Linked DNA regions of Mus musculus: regions 1 and 3 are each linked to region 2. Evidence: chromatin contacts called from public HiChIP or PLAC-seq and promoter capture Hi-C data. All regions are on one chromosome and are shown on one strand. Each heading gives the region's core, a stretch centred on a gene start, on an enhancer-like site or on the middle of the called end of the contact. The rest is flanking DNA. Distances are from core to core; before and after follow the strand shown. Region 1 holds the start of Bicral (BRD4 interacting chromatin remodeling complex associated protein like). Region 2 holds the start of Cul7 (cullin 7). Region 3 overlaps Cul9 (cullin 9).

Region 1 (2,782 bases), core at 203-2,702, 180 kb after region 2:
TTCGTCACATCATCGCTGCCCTGCAGAGGGGGAATTCAACATGGCAGTTACTGCAGGGCTTGGAGAGACAAAAGCCGAGCCTGAGACACTTGTCTGTCACTTACCGATTTACTGCTAGGTCCGTGCAGAAAATAGTTCAATGCTTGTGGGTCTCTAGAAAAGAAGGAAGTGAGAGAGTGAAACAAGTAAGTACTGCTACTTCTACGTAAATAGCTGCTGATAGTTATATAAGGCAAAAAGAAACGAAACACTAGCTCCAGTGAAATCTCTCCATTTTAAACCATTTTCTACACTTCTGTCTCTGGGAAGCGCCTACTGCTTCAGTCCTGGGGGGTGAACTTGGACCTTGCCCTTGCTTGGTGAGCTAAAAATAAAACTAAGCAACACCCTGGCCTGCCATCCCCAGACTTACTAAAAAAAATAACAAGTAAAACCAAAAGGAATGGGTTGCTGAGTTATGACCTGTGTGTAAAACTACCTTTCTGTGGCAGTTAAGAGCACTGACTGCTCTTCCTGATGTCCTGAGTTCAAATCCCAGCAACCACATGGTGGCTCACAACCATCTGTATGTGATCTGATGCCCTCTTCTGAAGACAATGACAGTGTACTTTATACATAAAATAAATAAAATCTTATTTATTTGTTTATTTATTTATTTTTGTTTTCTGAGACAGGGTTTCTCTGTGTAGCCCTGGCTGTCCTGGAACTCACTCTGTAGACCAGGCTGGCCTCAAACTCAGAAATCTGCCTGCCTCTGCCTCTGCCTCCCAAGTGCTGGGATTAAAGGTGTGTGCCACCACTGCCTGGTATAACAAAATCTTAGTACAAACAAACAAACACACAAACTCTCTGTGCTAGTTATTGCTGTAACCATGGTAAAGTATTATTTTTTATTTTAAAAGGCCAGGAGCTTAAGATAGCTACAGAGCTCTTTCTACTCCTCACACCTCACACGAGCGGTCCACCCTGGGCCCCACAGGAGCATCTTACCCAATAAGATCGAGGAGACAGGAGTCATCGTCATCATCCATGACAACTGCAAGGAGAGAGGGAGGGAGGCAGTGAGTCGGAGCAGGGCGGCCAGCAATATGGATGCAGTGGAGCACGCTGAGCCTCCACACAACTGTCAGCACGGGAGCTTTCCCTAGTCACCTATCAAGCCTACCATGGGAAAAATGTTGTGGCTGGTGGGCACAGTGTCATTTGCCAGTAGTCCTGGCCACTCAGGTAGGACTCAGTAAGGAAGGGAACTTGAGTCCAAGAGTTCAAGGTCAGCCTGGACAATAGCAAGACCGCAGCTCATAAGTAAATAAACAAATAGCCAAGCAAGCCAGACACACTGGCAAACACCTTGATCCCAGGAGTTGGAAGGCAGAGACAGGAGGATCAGGAGGTGAAGGCTACCCTTGCCTACATGACAAGGTTGAGGCCAGCCTGGGCTACATGAGACCCCATGTCAAAAACAAAAAACAAAAACAAAAACAAAAACAAAAACAAAAGGTGCCAGGCGTAGTGGCGCACGCCTTTAATCCCAGCACTCGGGAGGCAGAGGCAGAGGCAGGCGGATTTCTGAGTTTGAGGCCAGCCTGGTCTACAAAGTGAGTTCCAGGACAGCCAGGGCTACACAGAGAAACCCTGTCTCGAAAAACAACAACAACAACAAAAAGGTAGAAATATGTGAAATTAACAGTTACTTGAATACATTTTTGACTTAAATTGTTTCTCCTATAAATCAGTTTCAACATAGAGGTCCAAAGAGTTTAGACACATCTAAGATAGCTGCAGCCACCGGCCACATGCAGATTCCCGAGAGAGACCATGAAGGAGGACTTATGCCATCAAACGTAGAATGAGTAAGGGCAGAGACAAAATTTTGCTTTAGGAAAGCTCTCAGATTCTGAAGTCCTTCAGGGTTGTGACCGGATGCGTCTAAACACTGAGAGCAACTCCGACTTCTCAACGTATTTTGGTGATCTTTGGGAAGGCAGAATGCGGGTTCTCCCCACATTTGGAGACAGACCAGGAGGCCCTGTGGTGCAAGCCATACAGGCTCTGGTCGTGGGCCTTGGGTGCTTCCCAGTGCAGAAATACTGTCCAAGTTCAATGCCGAATAGTCCATAGCTGGACCAGGAATGTTTAAAGTAGAAACTGCAGCCCAAGTTCTCCCCACTGCAGCTCGGAGCTCCCTCTCTCTGCCTGCAGCAGCCACAAGCATGGCCAGCACAGCTCTGGCCCAGACTGTAACAACTGAACAAATTCCAGCCGTGGTTCTCCCCCGAGAGCCAGTCAACTTACACTAGTGACCCGACACCTGGCAACCCTGCTTCTCACCCATTTCAAGCCATGCGTGGAATAATTTACATCACAGAACACCAGGGCCAAGAGTTCTGGAGCAGTTGGAAAGGGCAGTTGTGAACGGCAGTTGGACGCAGGAATGAAATCCTGAAGAGATGCCCAGAGGAGGGGCATACCCAGAAAAGGCAGAGGGAAGGGTGAGTCTTAAGGAGAGATTTTTCTCTGTTCAAACTTCCTTCTCCCATTAGTTCCTCCAAACCAATCATAAGGCCTAACAGCTGTGGTATTCCCTCCTGCCACGGGGAAGGACACTTTCTCTACTCTAGAAGAATGTGGAAGGGTAAGTTTCCTGATGTGGGACCCTCCTGTAGGTGGCTGGATTCGAAGGGTTGCGGAGTGACTGGGCTGATTATAATCCACTGAGCAGAGTGCAGGGTGGGGAGAGAGGATGGGTGAGGGAGAAGGAAGGAGAGTGGGATACATGAAG
Region 2 (2,770 bases), core at 229-2,728:
AACAAACAATGAGAGGATCAATCTGTGCTTTGTTTTAGCCTAGATCATAGTGTATGATCTTCTGTGTTTCATGTGCCCCCCCAAGGGCAAAGGAAGGGTGGCATGTGGCCTCAGATCCCCATGGAAACCTCCCTCTGATTTGTGGAAGGTGGCCAAGCTGTTTCCCCTTCCCCAGGGACATGCGGTGTGCTGCTTCGGAAGGTGAACGGGACAGCCATTATCCAGCTGCCCTCGAAGAGGCAAATGCAGGTGTGTATGGGCACAGATGGGAGGGGTCAGCAAAGAAGGAAGTTTTGGCCGGGCAGTGGTGACGCATGCCTTTAATCCCAGCACTTGGGAGGCAGAGGCAGGTGGATTTCTGAGTTCAAGGCCAGCTTGGTCTACAGAGTGAGTTCCAGGACAGCCAGGGCTACACAGAGAAACCCTACCTCAAAAAACAAAAAGAAAAAGAGAAGGAAGTTTTAGAATGTCCCTCAGTGTCTCCCAAGTGTTTATGATGCCAGGCAGTGCCTCCCTCTGTGTCTGCTCTGTTTCTGCTACCTGACTAAGCATGCCATATCAGGCTGGAACTTTAGAGTCGAGATGCCCTTCCCAGCCAGGCCGGGCCATCCGTGTCTGTAACCCCAGCATCCCAGACACTGAGGCAAAAGAAGCAAGCCACCTAGGCTTTCTCAAAAAACCAGAAAAAGACGTAGGTTGAACCACCAGGTTGGAACTGGCTTTTAATCCCATCTCTCAAGAGTCAGAGGCAGGGGTGTCTTGGTGCAGTGCCAGGTCAGCCAAGACTACATACCTTCCCAGACCCTGACTCCAAAAGAAAACCACAGACACAAACATAGATATGGGGAGTCTTTTCCTTAACTTTTAATTCATTGTTGGACCCACGTTTATATTCTAATGTTTTGTGTTTCTCCCTTCTCCCGTCCCTCATTGAGTGTAAGAAGTCACCCAGAGTAGTGTTCCCAACACTGCCCTGCCAGCCTCGTGTCCCCACCGGTGCGTTCTTGTCTGCTTCTCTTGTCAGGTGCTGGAGTCATGCACTGCAACTGTAGGCCGAGTATCCAACGTTAACCATAACCAGCGGGTCATCGGCAAGGCAGGAAGGAACCGCTGGCTGGGCAAGAGGCCTAACAGTGGGCTGTGGCAACGCAAGGGAGGCTGGGCCGGCCGAAAGATTCGGCCACTACCACCCATGAAGAGTTATGTGAAGCTGCCCTCCGCTGCTGCCCAAAACTGATTGCCCTGGACTCTAATAAAATGTCTCTTGTTTTTATCTCTTACTACCTTTTCACTTGGGAGGGCGCGGTACAGAATGGACAAGAAGTAAACAGGGATAGAGGGAAGAGGATGGAAAAACGGATGGGGAGGGGGCAGAAATGACCTCCAAGGTCCTATCCAGTTCTGGCTTTGGGAAATGGGAAGGCACTTCCGGCAGCAGGAAGGAGGACTAAGAGGAAGAGGAAAGGGCGGTGCAGGACTGGAGGGCTGCGTCGTCCAGGTGGCACCCGCTACTCCGCCCGCTGATGGCCCCCGGCCCCCAGCTTTCCGCTAAATCAGGCGGAAGCGAGCGGTGGCTGGAGCAGGCGGCGGAGCCTCGGAGCGCCTGGAGCACCAGCCAGGACTAGGCTCCACCCTGCAGCAGGCAGTGCGCCGGCGCGCCTCGGAGGCCTCTGCTGGTCACGCCCTCTGCCCGCCTGTCTCCTGCAGAGGCACGCCCCCTCCTCTGCGCCTAGACCCCTTCAGGGGGCCCAGGCGGGGCCCAAACACTCGCCAGCGCCGCAGCCGCCATCGTGTTCCGCGCGTCCCTAGCTCTGCAAAGGACAGGCCTCGCGCCAGGATCCCGGCGGACTTCTGAGGTGGCCAGAGCCCCACCGCAGCCCCTGCCCCTATTCTGGGCTTCCGATCGACCGCGGAGCCTCGCGTCTCCTTCCCAACCGTGCTTCGGGACTATCCTTTACTGGGCCTACCTCCCCATCCTATCCCACCACGCCCTTTCCGGACCTTCTCGGGTCTTGATTCCCATCCACCAAGCCTCGCGCCGCTTATCCATCGGACCCCTGATGCACCCTTCTCCCGGCCTCGCGCCTCTGGTCATGGATGTCTCCCATACCTTCCCCTTCTCCCAGCCCATCGTGCTTTGCTGATGGCCATTTCTGTGCCCTTTCCTTTGGGCCTCACAATCCAGTGCTTCAATTTAGAGACCGCATCCCCCTCCGACACAGTTCTGGGCCCCCACACACCCGTTTCCCTAAATTACTTTTATCTGTCCCAGGACCTTGGGCTTCATTTGTAAATCCAACACTGCTCTATGCCACTGCCCTTCCGGGTGTTCCGAACCAAACCCACTCGAGGCTGCGAGCCTTAGAGACCTCTTAGCTCCAATATTTTGCTCTTGAATAACAAACTCCGCAATGTTCTTCTGTCCAGTCCAGGTCTCACCGGCCGAAGCAGGCCCAACTTTACCCCACCCAGAATAACAGCTGTTGCTGCTTTCGCTCCTCCAACTCCTGGATGCCCTTGTTTTCTGACCTCCCTCTCACTCTAGCTTGCCTTTTCTCTCTTCCTTGTGTGTCTCAGGTGCCACGATGGTAGGGGAGCTACGATACAGGGAATTCAGGGTGCCCCTGGGGCCTGGCTTGCACGCGTATCCGGATGAATTGATCCGCCAACGGGTTGGCCATAATGGGCACCCCGAGTATCAGATCCGCTGGCTCATCCTCAGGCGCGGGGATGATGGGGACCGGGACTCTACAGTGGACTGCAAGGCTGA
Region 3 (2,727 bases), core at 12-2,511, 130 kb before region 2:
TTATTTGGAAAGATGTCTCCATGACTGGAAACGAAGTGGGCAGACAATGTGAAGACAGAAAACGCAAACAGAACTGGTACCCAGGATGCTGAAGAAGAGAGCAAGCATCCACGTGACTATTCTCACTCTTCTGCACCCTCCCACAAGACACTGCCCAACCTAGCACGACTCTGGTCCTATGTGCACACTCCTGCCTGGTGGCCTCTCCTTTTCCTCTGCTGCCACCCGGGACACATCTCAAGCTCCAGCTTCCTGTCCCCAGCTCCTCACTGTGGCTGTAGAAGCTGGAGAAGCGCTCCAGGGCATCGCAGAGCTCCGCCTGTAGGTGCTTTCTGGGGTGGTGCAGATAGCACAGTGGGGAGACCGGCCAGCAGCGCGGTGACAGGACCAGGACGGAAATGGCTGGTCCTGGGTCTGTAAAGAGTTCTCTTCCAGTCTCCTGTCCCTCATCATCTTCCTGGGGAGTGAGAGGAACCCATGAGCTTTCTTAGTGGGTCTGTGCTCTCTGCCTGCCGCTCTCTCCTCCCTGACCCTCACCTCCACTTTCTCTGGCCTCCATTCCTCCTGGTCTCCCTGCTCCAAGAGCTGCCTGTCGAGCTGCTGCAGCTGGAAGAGGTGGAAGCGATGCTGCAGCTCCTCTGAGGTGTGCAGGCTTTGCAGCATCAGCTGCGGGAGGCGGTTGGGGAAGCAGGGACCGATCTGCTCCAGCACAGCCCCCTCCAGCCAGCTCGAGCCCAAGCTCAGGAGACGGTCAGCCATGTAATGCCTGCAGCGCACACAGCCAGCCCAGGTCTCAGTGTGGGCGTCAGCATGGCCCAGGCCCAGCCTTCTCCTCCTAAAGGTGAGTCTGTGTTGCAGCTCACATTAGTTACATCCCTACCAGCACCTGGCTCCCACCATGGCTTAACTTCCCCAGGCCTCCTGCCTCATCTCCCCTTAACCCTCCATCCGTCCCCTTCTCTGGCCTCTAAGCCTCCTGTCCCCGACCTCTCCAGAATGCAACTCACTGATAGAAGTGCTCAAACGTCGTGGCCAGCTCTAGGCCAGAAAGGACCATGATGGGCTCTAGGTGCCGCTGGAGCCGCCCCAGCATCCCCACTCCAGCCGCTCCGCCAAGCAAACCACCGTGGATTTGTTGGTCAATGTGCCTAGCAAACTGTTCGCTTATCTGGGGACAACGGAATGGGATTCAGACAAGCAGCGTAAGAGGGTTAGAGAGGGGAAGGGAAGGAGGGGAAACGGAAGGGGAGGAGATGGTACAGGGCAACAGCTGGGGCCTGGAGCTTGGCAGGACTCACGTGAGCAGCCGTGAGGAAGGACTGCTGCAGCAGAGCTCCGGAGAAGCCACTGCGCAGAGCCAGAGTGAAGGCTGCCCGCGGCCCGAACAGCTCTGAGCCCGCGCTTTGCAAGCGTTGATAGAGACTACAGTAACGGGGCACAAAGTCTGAGGCCCTCCAGGCTGCGGCCAGGAATCTGCTGACCTGAAGTGATAGAGTAAGAAGTGACACAAGGGAATGCCTGCTTGTGTTCCGTTCTGCCTGCCTGCCAGGGCTTGCATCTGCCTACCTGTCCCTGCACCACACTCAGCCAGCACTGGGTGAGGTTCCGAAGGCTGGTGCTGGGACAGACCGGAGTAGGTGCCGGTGTGGGGCTTCCATCCTGACCCTTACTGTTCTTGCTGACTGTGGAAACAAGAGGGCAGAGGAGCTGTGTCACTCTGGCCTCTGAGTGGGCCCTGGGTCTTCAGTGTTTATCTCCTGGAAAGGTCACAGAGTTCCGGAGTTCCTAGAGAGGCAGAGGAGGAAGGAGCCTCATAGCCCCACAGCACAGACTCTCAGCCCAACAGGGGCACTGGACTCACGGGGCTGCGAGGATGGCTCAGGAGAAGGCCCAGGAGGGGCTTCCACATGTACCAGCAAGTGGCACAGGCGCCGAACTTGGGAAGCAAAGGAAGCTGCAGGACCCTGGCGGCTCCGCGTACTCTCCCTGTGTTCCAGGTACTGGTCCAGCAGCCACCCCAGGGAGCTCACACCTCCTGCATCTGAAAAAGACAGGTCAGGAATGGGTGTCTGTGAAGTGGGCTGACCGAGGAGCAAGGCGCAGGTTCAGTTAGACAGAAAAGATTTGAGGGAGGCAGAGCCCACAGCTGGCTTCAGCCAGAGCCCAGGGACATGGCGACAGGGCAGGGCTGGTGCGGAGGGGGAGATTCAAATACCAGTGTCCGGGGTGTCCTGGGGTGGGAAGGAGAGAGGAACATCGAAGAGTGAACAGGCCAATGAGGGGACAAATCCAGGAGCCAAGAGAACCAAGAACATCAACACAGGTGACCCCTGAGGATTGTGAGGAGATGGGTGTGGGCCGGGTGTGGGTGGTTACCGGGAGACGTGATGTTCTGCACCAGGGGGCTGACCAGCGCCTCCCAGCAGGTCTTGCCCAGTGCTTGGGCGGCCTCGTCATCAGGGAGAAAGCGATCGGCAAAATTCTGTTCATGGCGCAAAACTCTGTTCAGTCTGGAAATAAAAAGTACATGGCCGGATTAAAGGCGGACTCCCTCACCCCTCACTGCTCAGCTGCCAACAGCATCTCTATGGCCCCTACTTCTTACAGTGTCAGTCCCTGGCTGGTCCCTCCTGAGCTGTACCCACCTCGGATAGAGCTGTAGGAGGCGCTGGCGGTCCTCTGCAATGTCCCGGCTCCATGCTTGTGCCCGAATTGTGTAGAAGAGAC

Evidence for each region. HiChIP or PLAC-seq counts read pairs in DNA pulled down with a chosen protein or histone mark. Capture Hi-C pulls out chosen DNA fragments and counts their contacts.
Region 1: a contact with region 2 is called in a promoter capture Hi-C map of adipose tissue. The contact joins the promoter of Bicral here to the promoter of Cul7 in region 2. A contact is called at or near these places in 1 of 39 promoter capture datasets (embryonic stem cells), 3 of 115 datasets of contacts at active chromatin or transcription factors (double positive thymocytes and embryonic stem cells) and 3 of 9 other capture datasets (adipose tissue, liver and pancreatic islet).
Region 3: an H3K27ac HiChIP or PLAC-seq map of microglia shows a contact between it and region 2, with 4 times the contacts expected there. The contact joins the enhancer-like site here to the promoter of Cul7 in region 2. A contact is called at or near these places in 6 of 39 promoter capture datasets (the 3T3-L1 cell line, the C10 cell line, embryonic stem cells and 2 more), 15 of 484 Hi-C or Micro-C datasets (the Ba/F3 cell line, the G1E-ER4 cell line, the HPC-7 cell line and 7 more), 17 of 115 datasets of contacts at active chromatin or transcription factors (the HPC-7 cell line, bone marrow-derived macrophages, craniofacial prominence and 12 more) and 3 of 9 other capture datasets (adipose tissue, liver and pancreatic islet).

The regions. Positions count from the first base shown.
Region 1 is chr17:46,829,961-46,832,742 of GRCm38.p6, forward strand. It overlaps Bicral (BRD4 interacting chromatin remodeling complex associated protein like), which reads right to left and starts at 1,453. Exons shown (of 11, transcript NM_001100452.1): 1 at 991-1,453; 2 at 105-153; 3 at 1-20. The coding sequence starts at 1,031.
Region 2 is chr17:46,648,860-46,651,629 of GRCm38.p6, forward strand. Cul7 (cullin 7) reads left to right here and starts at 1,479. Exons shown (of 26, transcript NM_025611.5): 1 at 1,479-1,856; 2 at 2,578-2,770. The coding sequence starts at 2,586. Mrpl2 (mitochondrial ribosomal protein L2) reads left to right here. Exons shown (of 7, transcript NM_025302.4): 6 at 176-249; 7 at 1,025-1,273. The coding sequence ends at 1,237.
Region 3 is chr17:46,519,475-46,522,201 of GRCm38.p6, forward strand. It overlaps Cul9 (cullin 9), which reads right to left. Exons shown (of 41, transcript NM_001081335.2): 19 at 2,646-2,727; 20 at 2,377-2,510; 21 at 1,862-2,041; 22 at 1,567-1,682; 23 at 1,299-1,481; 24 at 1,008-1,168; 25 at 538-766; 26 at 271-457. Among named protein-coding and RNA genes, the nearest start is that of Dnph1, 24 kb to the left of the region's middle. Within about 2 kb of position 1,262, at least 34 of the 459 cell types and tissues checked have an H3K27ac peak or open chromatin away from gene starts, as enhancers often do. A contact at or near this core is called in bone marrow-derived macrophages, differentiating embryonic stem cells, microglia and 2 more, where this site is marked.